Regions from separate parts of the Mus musculus genome. Here region 1 is linked to region 2. The links are chromatin contacts, called in public promoter capture Hi-C maps. All regions are on one chromosome and are shown on one strand. Each heading gives the region's core, a stretch centred on a gene start, on an enhancer-like site or on the middle of the called end of the contact. The rest is flanking DNA. Distances are from core to core; before and after follow the strand shown.

Region 1 (6,004 bases), core at 1,342-3,841, 1.5 Mb before region 2:
TAAAAATTCTTTTATTCTTATATTTACTTTATATCTCTTTAAATTTGATTTTTAGCTCAAAGAGGCTTATTTTTCATACCTGATCATTTTAGAGAGCTTACAACCCTAGTGAACTCTCCAATGTAGGAACCTTGCCTGCCGTACAGCACTGTATATCTCTGTGGACGCGCTTCTGGGATATTTCTTTGTGGCCAGCAATATTATCTCAGTCCCCATCAAAATAATCACAATATTCCCTAGAGAGTTTCTTTTTGTTTAGTTTTTGTAAAAATTATTTTATTTATAAGTACACTGTAGCTGTCTTCAGACACACCAGAAGAGGGTATCAGATCCCATTACAGATGGTCATGAGCCACCATGTGGTTGCTGGGAATTGAACTCAGGACCTCTGGAAGAGCAGTCGGTGCTCTTAACCCCTGAGCCATCTCTCCAGCCCCTAGAGGTTTTACTTTTAAGTGTTTAAACGTCAGATGGGAAACTCTGAAGGGCATATCTCACTAACCGGCTATCTTCCATAATGCGGTATGCACAGGGATTTGACCTTTAAATTTTTCTAGGACAAACTATATGTAAGTAGAATTAAAATCTAAGTTTTAGTCAAGTTAGTGATCAATGAACAATGTTCATACCAAAATACTATTTACCATGAATGGTACACATCAAGTCACTTCTAGGATGATACACTTTAAATAAAACTAGCATCTGCCAGTAGCAAAAGAGAAAAAAAAAAAAGATCACATGAAAAGCCAAGAAACTACTTCATTTCTAACGTGAAACTACTTGTTTTCAGCATCCTGTCTTCCTTCTCTATCTACATGGCTGCCAAACAGACAAGCTGGTGGCCCAACCATTGCTGAATTCATGTTATATTCATAAAGCTATATTCATAAAACATAAAGTTCGTGTTATAGTCATAAAGCAATGACTCTCCTTGCCCCTTTAATTTGTTTAATGTTTCCCTTGCAGGTTTATTAATGTGAATTTTTGCCACTGCAGTTTCTCCCACTCCTGAATTTCTTCCAGAGGTTCCACCCTATATGTCTTTTGCATACCAAGTTCCTCAGAAGCACAAAGGTAGCAGCAATTACCTAGTTATCAGTTCAGAGGCTTCAGTCTGAAGAGATGCTGACAGCAGCTGTCTCCCACCTCCCACCACCTACCCATATGAACAAACAAAATGCCACAAAAGAGGAAACATTGATATATAGCATCCTCTGTCCTTCAACTCTGAGGCTGACCTTCCTCATATAAGTGGCTTTCTGCTGCACTGGCACAACACACCAACAGGTCAGGTGCTGCAACAGGTGCTGCCGAGCGGAGTCTAGTAGTGGCTTACACTGAAGCTTCAATAATTAACACCAAACTAATTTTACTTTCAAGTTATTCTTCTCCCAAGGCCTAACTATAACCATTTTCAGTCTTTTGGGAGTCAAACTACGGAAGAGCAAAGTAGTTGTCTCTATATAAAATTCTAAAAGAACTCTTGGCCAATTTTCTGGGAAACTAGGAAGTAATACAATAAAAACAAGTTTAAAATGCCTCAATTAGGTAAACGGCAGGCAAATCAACAGTTATGACACTGACAAAGAACTTATCAATCCTTTTTCCTCCATGTGGGACACTCTAGGGAGACCTGTGAACCACCTCCCAGAGGTGTTTAAGCTCATACAATAAATGTATGAAGTACATAAAATTATAAGAAATGTATAGTGCTTGAATGTAATTATCAAAACTTAAAATATACAAATCTATGTCAGATATATCAGATACACAAATATATTTGATTCTTTTCCAACACTTTAAATAACAGTAGTACTGGATTTAATCACCAGACTTGTAAGTAAAGAGCATTATAAACACTATACTGAGGGCTGGAGAGATGGCTCAGTGGTTAAGAGCACTGACTGCTCTTCCTGAGTTCAATTCCCAGCAACCACATGGTGGCTCACAACCATCTATAATAGGATCAGATACCCTCTTCTGGTGTGCCTGAAGATAGCAACAGTGTACTCATATTAAATACATAAGTAAATAAAGGATTGCTATTCCTCTCTGGTAAAAGTTACAAATATTTAAAAAAATAAATACTACACTAAAATAACTTGAATGCATTATGAAGATCCCTAATAAGTCTTATGGAAACAGCCTCTCTGATACTGCTACATTCATAACAGAATATGTGACAAAGGATACAACTTTATCCAAGTTCACACACACTCAGGTTTAAAACCTTAAAAATAACCAAAAAAAAAGTTTATTATATATATTAGCTTAATAGTGTAGTAATCTCTCTCTCTCTCTCTCTCTCTCTCTCTCTCTCTCTCTCTCTCTCTCTCAACTTACGCAGTTCCCAAGTGAAGTGCAGAAGACAAGACTATCTTACATCTGCAGTATGCTCACTTTAAAGGCACTTACAGACGTGGTCTAATTCTCCTAACTGCCTGCCTTCTCCCCAGCCTACTTTAGTATTCCAACTCCTAACTCCTATACCTCTAAAAAGAAAGGAAGAAGTGGTTAAGAGGCTTGCCTGAAGGCATGGAACTAGTTAGTGAGGTCAGAGTCCTTCACAGCCTGGGTTTAGGTTCTGCTGGTCCTATTCGATTTTCTTCATGCAGTCCTAGGCAAGCCAGTCCCAGACAACAAAAGCTGAGAAAGCTTTCTCCTCTACCATCATCAAAGCTGTAAACTGATAGGTAATTCTAAAGATATCTAAGACGTATTCATGTGGTAGTAGTCTATGTTTTAAAGATATTTTTAAAAAAATATTTGCAAGTTGAGAAAATTTTAATTTCTAAAACAAGTGTAAAATGGTACTAAAATAACATATTATCTTGAATTTCAATTCTGACCTAAAATATTTTTTAAATATATAGTTACTAAGGTAGTCAGAAAGACAAATGAAGCATCATTTGTAAATATGTGCTAAAATGTAAGTAAGACAGCCATCTCCAGTTCAACTTCTTCATTTTACATTTAAGAAAACATTTTTTTAGGTACTGGAGAGACGGCTCAGTGGTTAAGAGACTGACTAGGTTCAATTCCCAGCAACCACATGGTGGCTCACAACCATTTGTAATGGGATCTGATGACCTCTACTGCTGTGTCTGAAGACAGGGACAGTGTACTAAGATATAAAATAAATAAATATAAAACAAACATTTTTATGCCGTTAGAAATGGGAAGAGAAAAGCAGACTCATGTAGCAGTAAAGAACCAAAGACTCAACATTGTATTCACAAATATCTCTACACCTTATATTTTTTGAGACATTAGACATTATTTAGCAGTAGCAGGGTTTTGTTGCTTTTGATGAGGATCTAGGCTATAGGTAATACTTTAGCTGTTATTTTTCAAGGACAACATTTTCTTTTCATCTTAATGTTATAAAATGGCCAAGCTAGTAAGAATCAATGAGACAACAAACACAAACATAATAAAGCTTACTATATCTTGTTCTAAAACCATTTCAGTTATTTTATTGAATTAAAGAATTAAATGTCACATTTAATAATGACTATAATTATCATGCTGCTTGTTTGAGGTACATATAGTAATCTTTCCAATATATACACTTCTACTTAAAACCAAACTAAGTTTGTATAGTTTCTTTAAATATAGAACCTAAAAAATTTAAGTATCAGTTCTCATGACATCGAAGAAAATTCAATCCATTCCCCCCTACAATGAGTGTCCAACTTTTGACACTTCAACATGGCACTGTCATCTATAGATGTGTTGGGATGCACATAGCTATCCTCAGACATATTAGCCTACAGACATAACACACTTGAAAAGACACTGTCAATTAACCCTAAGATGCTGTACAGCTTCATTGTCCATTTTATAAAGGGGGGGATTCTTTATTAAGGACAAATACATCTACTCCACCTGTCTTTTATTCAAAGATTATTAATTTACAGAAACAGGAATATTTAAAATTTTAAAAAAATAGAAAGCAAGAAATATCCAGAATTGACATCACAGAGAATTCTTTGAACTTTATACACTAATACTAATTCCAGCTGACATACTCCATAATCCCACTTAATACACTTTTAAGATATTCAGTATGGCACGTGTTTTTTTACACTGTCAACACCTCAGGATCTCTTCCATCCTAAATGCATAGTGTACCATAGTGTAACAATTGCCTGGATACATGACTGACACTTTAAAAAAAAAAGTTCAGCAAACTTTCTCTGTAAAGGGCCAGGTAAATAAACATGTTAGATTTCATAAGCCATAGTCTTATGTTGCAATCATTCAAAAAAAACTTTACTTGTAAAACCTGGCAGGAGGCTGGATTTAGTCCTGTAGAATAATTTAATAAAGCATTTTTAACAGCAATTAATGTTTTTCATATTATAATTTAAGTTCTGAACCAAGAATGTTAGCTGCATGTTCATTTAAGCATTACTAATATATGACAGATCACTTTGGCTCTTTTTCCACTTGGGGACAAAAGAATTCAATGCATTTGGTATATTACTAGGAAAATAATGGAACAAAATCAAAAGAAAACAATCTGATCAGCAATGGCAAATGTAGGAGATATAGAACATGCTACAATCCTGGCCAAGGCGAAAACCTCTTGGGAGAAGCTTCTGAAAACGAATCCTCCCCTATTCCCTTTGATACTTTGTATCAAGACAAGGTACTCAACTCATCCTACAACTAACCAAAGGAAAAAACCATCTTAGTCTAAGCTAATGGAGAAGGCCCCAGGCCAGAGTTGAGAATTTACTATTACTTTCACTCAGTGTATCTTAAATGATGTAAAGACTCAAAACCTTACAAATTCACTTGTAGCAAATCTCTTATTTAATTTCAACTTTTTAAAAGTTAAAAGAAACATTTAAGGTCCTGAAAGCCAATAATAACTAAGTTTAGAAGTAACTAAAATTTAGAGAAAAAAAAAATCCTCTAGAATATCAATTACTAGTAGTACAATTTATAAAGTTAGTTACCCCCCACTCTCAGAGAAAATACTAATGTGGTACTCCTTTGTACTGTATGTAAAACCGTACCCATGTCCACCCCACCGAGGGGACTGGATCCTATTAGGTACGCTATCACTGACCTCTATCTGCTGCCCTGTATTTATTTATTTTTTTATTTTGAGATGGAGAGCTAAATTGTCCAGACTGACCTTGAACATGCAATCCCCTGCCTCATCCAAGGGCAGCTAGGATCATAGATTTGTACCACAAGGCCCAGTTTAAAACATTCTTTCAATACAGTAGAGCTTTTGTTGTTGTTTGTTGTTTTTCTTTCAAACTGGAGGAAAGCTAATTCTCTCTGCAGAAAGGCAAAGAACTATTTCAGGTTTTGTAAGTCATATGGTTTGCCATCATGGCTCAAGAGAAGCCACAGACAAACAATCAGCATGGACAAGTTCCAATAAAACTTTTAAGTTTTTAATTTTGGGATTTTCAAAACAGGGTTTCTCCATGTAGCCTTGACCAACCTGCCCTCCCTCACCGCCTATCTTTGCCTCCCAATCCCTGTTGGGATTAAAGGTATGAAAGGCCACCACTGCCTGGCCAATAAAGCTTTATTTACAAAAATGTGAGCAGGCTGGATTTGGCCTGCTGGGTTTAACTGGCTAATACACAAAACAGTTCCCAATCTTTCCAAGTAAATTAACTTTACTACTCTATTATTTCCAATGTAGAGAAAGCATAAAGAAAAGTAGTCAGCACTGTCTGGTTATATCACTCACTAGATGTACAAATTTAGTGACAGTGTTTACATACATAAAACTTAATACATATAAATTTAGAATTATACTTAAAAGGTCAACTATAAGGAAAAAGACAAAGCTTACTCATACACAAATTTATAGCAAATACCTACTCAACAAAACTATGTTATTTAAAGGTATGGTGGCTTATACCTTTAATCTCAGCATTCTGGAGGCAGAAAACCTCAGTGCATTCCAGGCCAGCCTGGTCTACATAGCAAGGTATAGGACAGCCAAGGCTACCCTGACTCAATACAAATA
Region 2 (5,754 bases), core at 1,295-3,794:
AGAGTGAGACCCTTACTTAACAAACCCAAAAAACAATAATTAAAAGTAAGTACATCCACAATTGGGAATTAGAACTGAGTTTAGCTTTGTGTGACTTAGCAAATGAGTAGTTCACATAGAATGCCACGGGACGAAAGGGCTCATGATGGGCAGAAACGGGCAGCTTAAGCATGAAGGTGGAGTGGTAGGGGTTAGAACTGTGCTATCATTCGGGTGAGTGCCAAGCTTTCTCAGTCTGTGTTCTGGGTGCGCTGACTGTGAGCCTTGATGAACCACACTGTACATTTCACTCCCGGAGGATGGCCTGGGCGGCAAGGCCGGGAAGGGTTTCCATGAAAGGGCAACCATTTGTATCAGTATGTCAGGCGGCATGATCAGAGCTCACGGGCTTGGAAAAGGGGCCGGAGAGATGGCTCAGTGGGTAAAGACACCTGCTGCCAAGCCTGACAGGGATTCACGTGGTGGGAAGGTGACTCCCATTGTTCCCTGATCTCTACAGCTGTGCTGTGACACACATGAACCACACGCCACTAAAAGGAAAAGCTGATATAATAAAAAAGATACAGGAGGACGAGAGGGCTCGGCAGGTGAGGTTATTTAACTGCTGAGCATGACAGCCTGAATTTGAGCCTCGGGACCCACAGGGTGGAGGTGAAATGACCCACTGTTTACCCTACAAACTGCATAAGCACATGCAATGCAAACAATACATAATAAGTAACTAATTACAGACTACCAAGGCAGAGTTCAGGTGCTGTGGTGAAAGCCTGCCAGCTCCCTGTATGGGTTTTGTGTTGTTGTTTTTTTAAGTGCTGGCTTTCTGTGGCCAGATTCAAAGTGAGCCAGCGTTGGCCTTAAGAGTCAGTGTATAGGCTACACAGTTGGTAACCAATTGGAAGGTTAAACATGACCCAAAGGCAGGAGCTTCAAAGTGACCACAGGGCTAACAGCAAACTGGCGACAGCGAGTGTAAAGTGCAGAGCTCCAAGAAGTGCGGGCTGCAGTGCTTTAGAGACTCCTTCCCCACCACAGAGCTAAAGCGTGAGATGGATTAAATGGTGACAGTGCCATAGGCACTCCAGAGTTCCAGCCACAGAGTGACTGGCCCTCAACTGACTACACAGTGAGCCAAAAAAAGAATTCTTAAGCACTTACTTTTTGTTTGTTTGTTTGTTTGAGACAGGGTTTCTCTGTGTAGCCCTGGCTGTCCTGGAACTCACTCTGTAGACCAGGCTGGCCTCGAACTCAGAAATCCACCTGCCTCTGCCTCCTGAGTGCTGGGATTAAAGGCGTGCGCCACTTATCTTGTATGTGCTCAGATGCAGGGAGGAACACACTCCTGTGAAGGTCGGAAGGCACCCTGCAGGAGTCAGCTCTTTTCACCGTGTGAGTTTTGGGGACCCAACTCAGGTCAACAGGCTCAGAATCAAGCACCTCACCCGCTGAGCCATCTCCCTGTCCCGAAGCCAGATCTTTTTTTTTTTTCTTTAAGCTTTTAAAATTGAAAATAGATTCTTCTCTCATAGACTACATCCTAACCGCAGTTTCCCCTCCCTCCCCTTCTCCTAGCTCTCCTCTAGATCCAGTCCCCCTCCATTTTCTCCCTCCAAGGGAGGCTAGCCAGACGGACAAAACACGCTACAATAAGACAAAGCAAAAATCCTAGTGGAGGCTGGGACAAGGCATTCCAATAGAAGGAAAAGAGTCTCAAGAACAGGCAAAAGTGTCAGAGATACACCCGTTCCTACTGTTAAGAGGCTCACAAAAACACCAACCTAATAGCCATAATGTGTACACAGAGGATCTGATGCAGTTATTTCTTCTATGTGTGTATGCATGCACGTGTGTGCGTGCAGAAGTGTACACACACACACACACACACACACACACACACACACACACACACACACACACACACACACACACACTAAATGCAGTGCCCATGGAGACCAGAAGAGGGCACCAGATTATCTCTGGAACTGGGGCTGCAGAAGGTTGAGTCTGGAACCAACCTGGGTCCTCTGGTACAGGAGCAAGTGCTCTTAACCACTGGGCCATCCAGCCTCCCAAGTAGTATTAGGATGGATTTTCTCCTTGGTTGGCCTGAAAGGATGGGATATTGCTTTCATGCCAGAGGCACATTGTCACTCTGGGCTGCGGAGAAGGTAATAATTACAAGGAATAAAGGCCGAGGGCACCAATTCTCTTTTTGGTGTGTTCTTCAGAGTAGATACAGTCTAAGTATAGCTTGTACTTTTACTCTACTAAGTGTGGCTTTTCTACCTCCGCTTCTATTTCCTCGGACCTCTCTCTCTCTCTCTCTCTCCCTCTCTCTCTCTCTGTCTCTTTCTCTCTCCCTTTCTCTCTCTCACTCTCATGTCCTCGAGCTCCGTTCTGCTTTAAAATAGTTTTATCTATGAGAGAAGGAACTTGAGAGAGGTATCACTGTGAGCACCAGTCAGGATGCTAAAGAGGACATGCACAGAGGAGCCTGAGTCTTGGATGACGTCACTGCACTGCCACGCCATTGCCACACCTATCTGCATCTGCGGATGCCAGTCAGCGCTTCCGCTTCCGTGCAGTCTTGTGTAATAGAGCTGCTCTTCCAGAGTAGGTGATTGTAGGAGGTTCCCCAGTGGGTCTCACCATCCGTGGACCTGGTCCTTTTGTTTACACCTCTAGCTTGAATCTATTTTCTGTCATAAGTAATAGTGTGATCAATGGCCTTGGATCTGTGTCTTTGTCTAGTGGTGAACATGGTTTTTCTTCTTTGTGTTCAACCTCTGTATTTGTGGAACTCATTCAGATTTATCTTGTTGCTGTGTATCTGTGTTTAGGGGTTAGGAGGAATATGTTTGTGCCCATGTAGAGACCAGAGGAGGATGCTGGGTCTTTTTCTTGGCTGCTCTCCACCTTATTTTTTGAGGCAGGGTTTCTCACTGAATTTGACTTAGCATTTTGGCTAGGCTAGCTGCCCAGTGAGCTCATAGGATCGCTCCTGTCAGTGCAGTGGCTACTGGTATGCACTGCCCTCTCTAGCAGTTATATGGAGGCTGGGGATTTGAACTTGGGTCCTCTTACTGTACCAGTGAGTGGTCTTATCCACTGAGTCACATTTTTAGCCCCTAATTTTGCTTTTTGAAATTTCTGTTTTGAAACTGGTCTTGCTACACAGTCCAGGCTGGCTCTGAGCTCAGCTGTGTGGCCCAGCGTGACATCAGACTCCCTTCGGCCCACTCACCTCAGTCTCTTGCATGCAACTCCACCCTTTATTTTATGTTTTTTTTCTGTTTGTTAGAGTTCATGTCTTCAGATGTTGTGAATAAGGGACAGGATAGATTGGAGGGATGGCTCAGTGGTTAAGCGCACTTGCTGCTCTTGTGGACACTCTGGATTCAATCCCAAGCACACACATGACAGCTTATAACCCTCTATATCTCCAGTTCCAGGGGGAAACCAGACACTCTTTTGGTCTTTTTGGGGTGCTACACACACATGGTACACAGACATACTTGCTGACAAAACATCCATACGTATAACATGTTAAAAAACATTTCCAGCTCCTTTTCTGGTTTGACTGTTCTTCTAAAGAGATGGGTGTGAGCTGGGCAGTGTTGGCACACATCTTTAGTCCCAGCATTCAGGAAGCAGAGGCTGGCGGATCTCTGAGTTCATTGCCAACCTTGTCTACAGAGTGAGTTCCAGGACTGCCAGGACTACACAGAAAAACCCTGTCTTGCAAAAACCAAACAAACAGAAGAGAGGGAGAGATGGGTGTGACTGATGGTTTGCTACTTGAGCTTCGACTCACCTCTGTTGGTAGCCCTTGGTGCCGAGTCCCTCTCCCTCAGACTGACTGTCACTCCCACATAGAGTCTGCGCTGCTCTTTGCCCTCCGGGCTCTTACTGTAGAGTTTTGTGCGATTCACTTAAACTTTGTTTTTCCCCAGTCACTTAGGAGCTCAAAGAATTCAATAGGTCTGTGTTTAGGTCCTTTTGTTTCATCTAATAAATTTATTCAATAAAACTCTTGTGGCATTGCCATTGGTGGATAGCAATGCACCCGTGGATAGCCCTGTTCTAAGCCCATTGGAGGAGCCCCAGGTAAAACCAGTGTATCACAGAGCAAAAACAAAAGGGAGGAGACACAAAAGTGAGGTGGGAATGTGCTTTCTTCACTGTGCTGTGCACACATGCACACACACAGACACACACACGCATGTGCGCGCACACACACACACCATGAACACACACATGCATGCACACAACGTGCACAAACACTCACTTGAACACCCAAGCTCCCCTCCCCCCCACATACACACACCACGAATGCACATACACGCATGCTTGCACCACACTTGGGAGCCTCAGCAGGATGTGGCGACACATGCCTCAATCCTAGCAGTTGGGAGACAGACACAAGAAGAGTGAGTTTGAGACCAGCCTGAACTACATAGTGAGACCCTGTGTCAACAAAACCAAAACAAAAACATGAAGCAGAGGAGGAGGAAGCTTTTCTCTGGCTGTCACAGAATTTTAGCATCATTCAAAGTGAAAATGGGTTCTCATGGCATTAAGTGTTATACTGTGTTCCAGGAAATAAACATCTCAAATAGAGAAGTGAGTCAGAGCCCGAGAAGCTTATGAAAAAATGTTAGTCACAGGGAGAGCAGAGCTACCTAATGTGAACACAGCTTTCTTTTCAGGCCATTTCTGCTGACATTGGGGATCCCCACGCCTGTTGCTTAATTTGGCAGCTGCAGGCAATGAGCAGAGGACTCAGCAATTGTAGGGGCCAGGAGCTGCACCGTTCTGCTGGGAACTTTCCTCTTTGTGCTGAAAACCAATATGAATTACCGGGAGTGTTGTAATGGCTACTATAAGGGAAAAATTATAAAAGGACCCAGAAACACGGAAAAATTGCGGGGGATGGGGGGGTGAATTTAATTCTAATTTGGAGGAGACTTGGAATGAATTAGTTCTGTGCTCTTAAACAAAGGGACAGAGAGTTGTGACAGCGTTCTCTATAGTAGCAGAACTTACAAATGAATCCTCCCCTCTATATATGTATGGGATTTATTGAATGAATTACAGGCTGTGGTCTAATTAATCAAACTATGAACAGGAAGTCCAAGAATTCAGAAGTTTCTTAGTCCACAAGGCTGGATGTCTCTGCTGGTCTTCAGCACTCTGGAATCCCTTAGAAGTAGGCTCTAATGCCAGTGAAGGAATGGATTTGCTAGTAAGGCAAGGACGAACAGGCAAAGAGCGAAAGTGTCTTTCCATACCCTTCTATTGGCTTCCAGCAGAAGGTATGGCCCAGATTAAAGGTGGATCTTCCCACTGCAAGATCTGATTTAAAGACACCTATCTTCCTGCCCCAAGATCTGGATCAAAATTGTGTTTTCCTACCTCAAAGGTCTGGACTAGAAGTGGGTGTTCACCCACTCAAATCAAGCAATAAATCTCTCACAGGTGTACCCTCCATTTCTGAATTGTAGTTCATTTCCAGATGTAGCTAAGTTGACAACAAAGAATGACCACTACACCGTCCATTTCTAAAGTTTAATTTATGCTGGGTGGACATGGTTGTACATGTCTGTGCCTGCAGGCTGAGGCAGGAGGATCTCCTGGCCTAGGTAATGAGTTCCAAGTCAGCCTGGGTTTTTAATGAGATGTTGGTTGTCTCAAAAAAAAAAAAAAAAAAAAAAAAGAAAGAAAGAAAGAAAGAAACCAACCAAACAAGAAAACAAA

Evidence for each region. Promoter capture Hi-C pulls out the DNA fragments that hold promoters and counts their contacts.
Region 1: a contact with region 2 is called in a promoter capture Hi-C map of liver, with 3 times the contacts expected there. The contact joins two enhancer-like sites. A contact is called at or near these places in 3 of 39 promoter capture datasets (erythroid cells, hippocampal neurons and liver) and 2 of 115 datasets of contacts at active chromatin or transcription factors (fibro-adipogenic progenitors and large pre-B cells).

What each region holds. Positions count from the first base shown.
Region 1 is chr9:52,051,913-52,057,916 of GRCm38.p6, reverse strand. The region is part of intron 1 of Rdx (radixin); the gene reads right to left. Among named protein-coding and RNA genes, the nearest start is that of Rdx, 7.0 kb to the right of the region's middle. Within about 2 kb of position 2,591, at least 5 of the 459 cell types and tissues checked have an H3K27ac peak or open chromatin away from gene starts, as enhancers often do. A contact at or near this core is called in liver, where this site is marked.
Region 2 is chr9:50,589,956-50,595,709 of GRCm38.p6, reverse strand. No RefSeq gene overlaps it. Among named protein-coding and RNA genes, the nearest start is that of Sdhd, 11 kb to the left of the region's middle. Within about 2 kb of position 2,544, at least 51 of the 459 cell types and tissues checked have an H3K27ac peak or open chromatin away from gene starts, as enhancers often do. A contact at or near this core is called in liver, where this site is marked.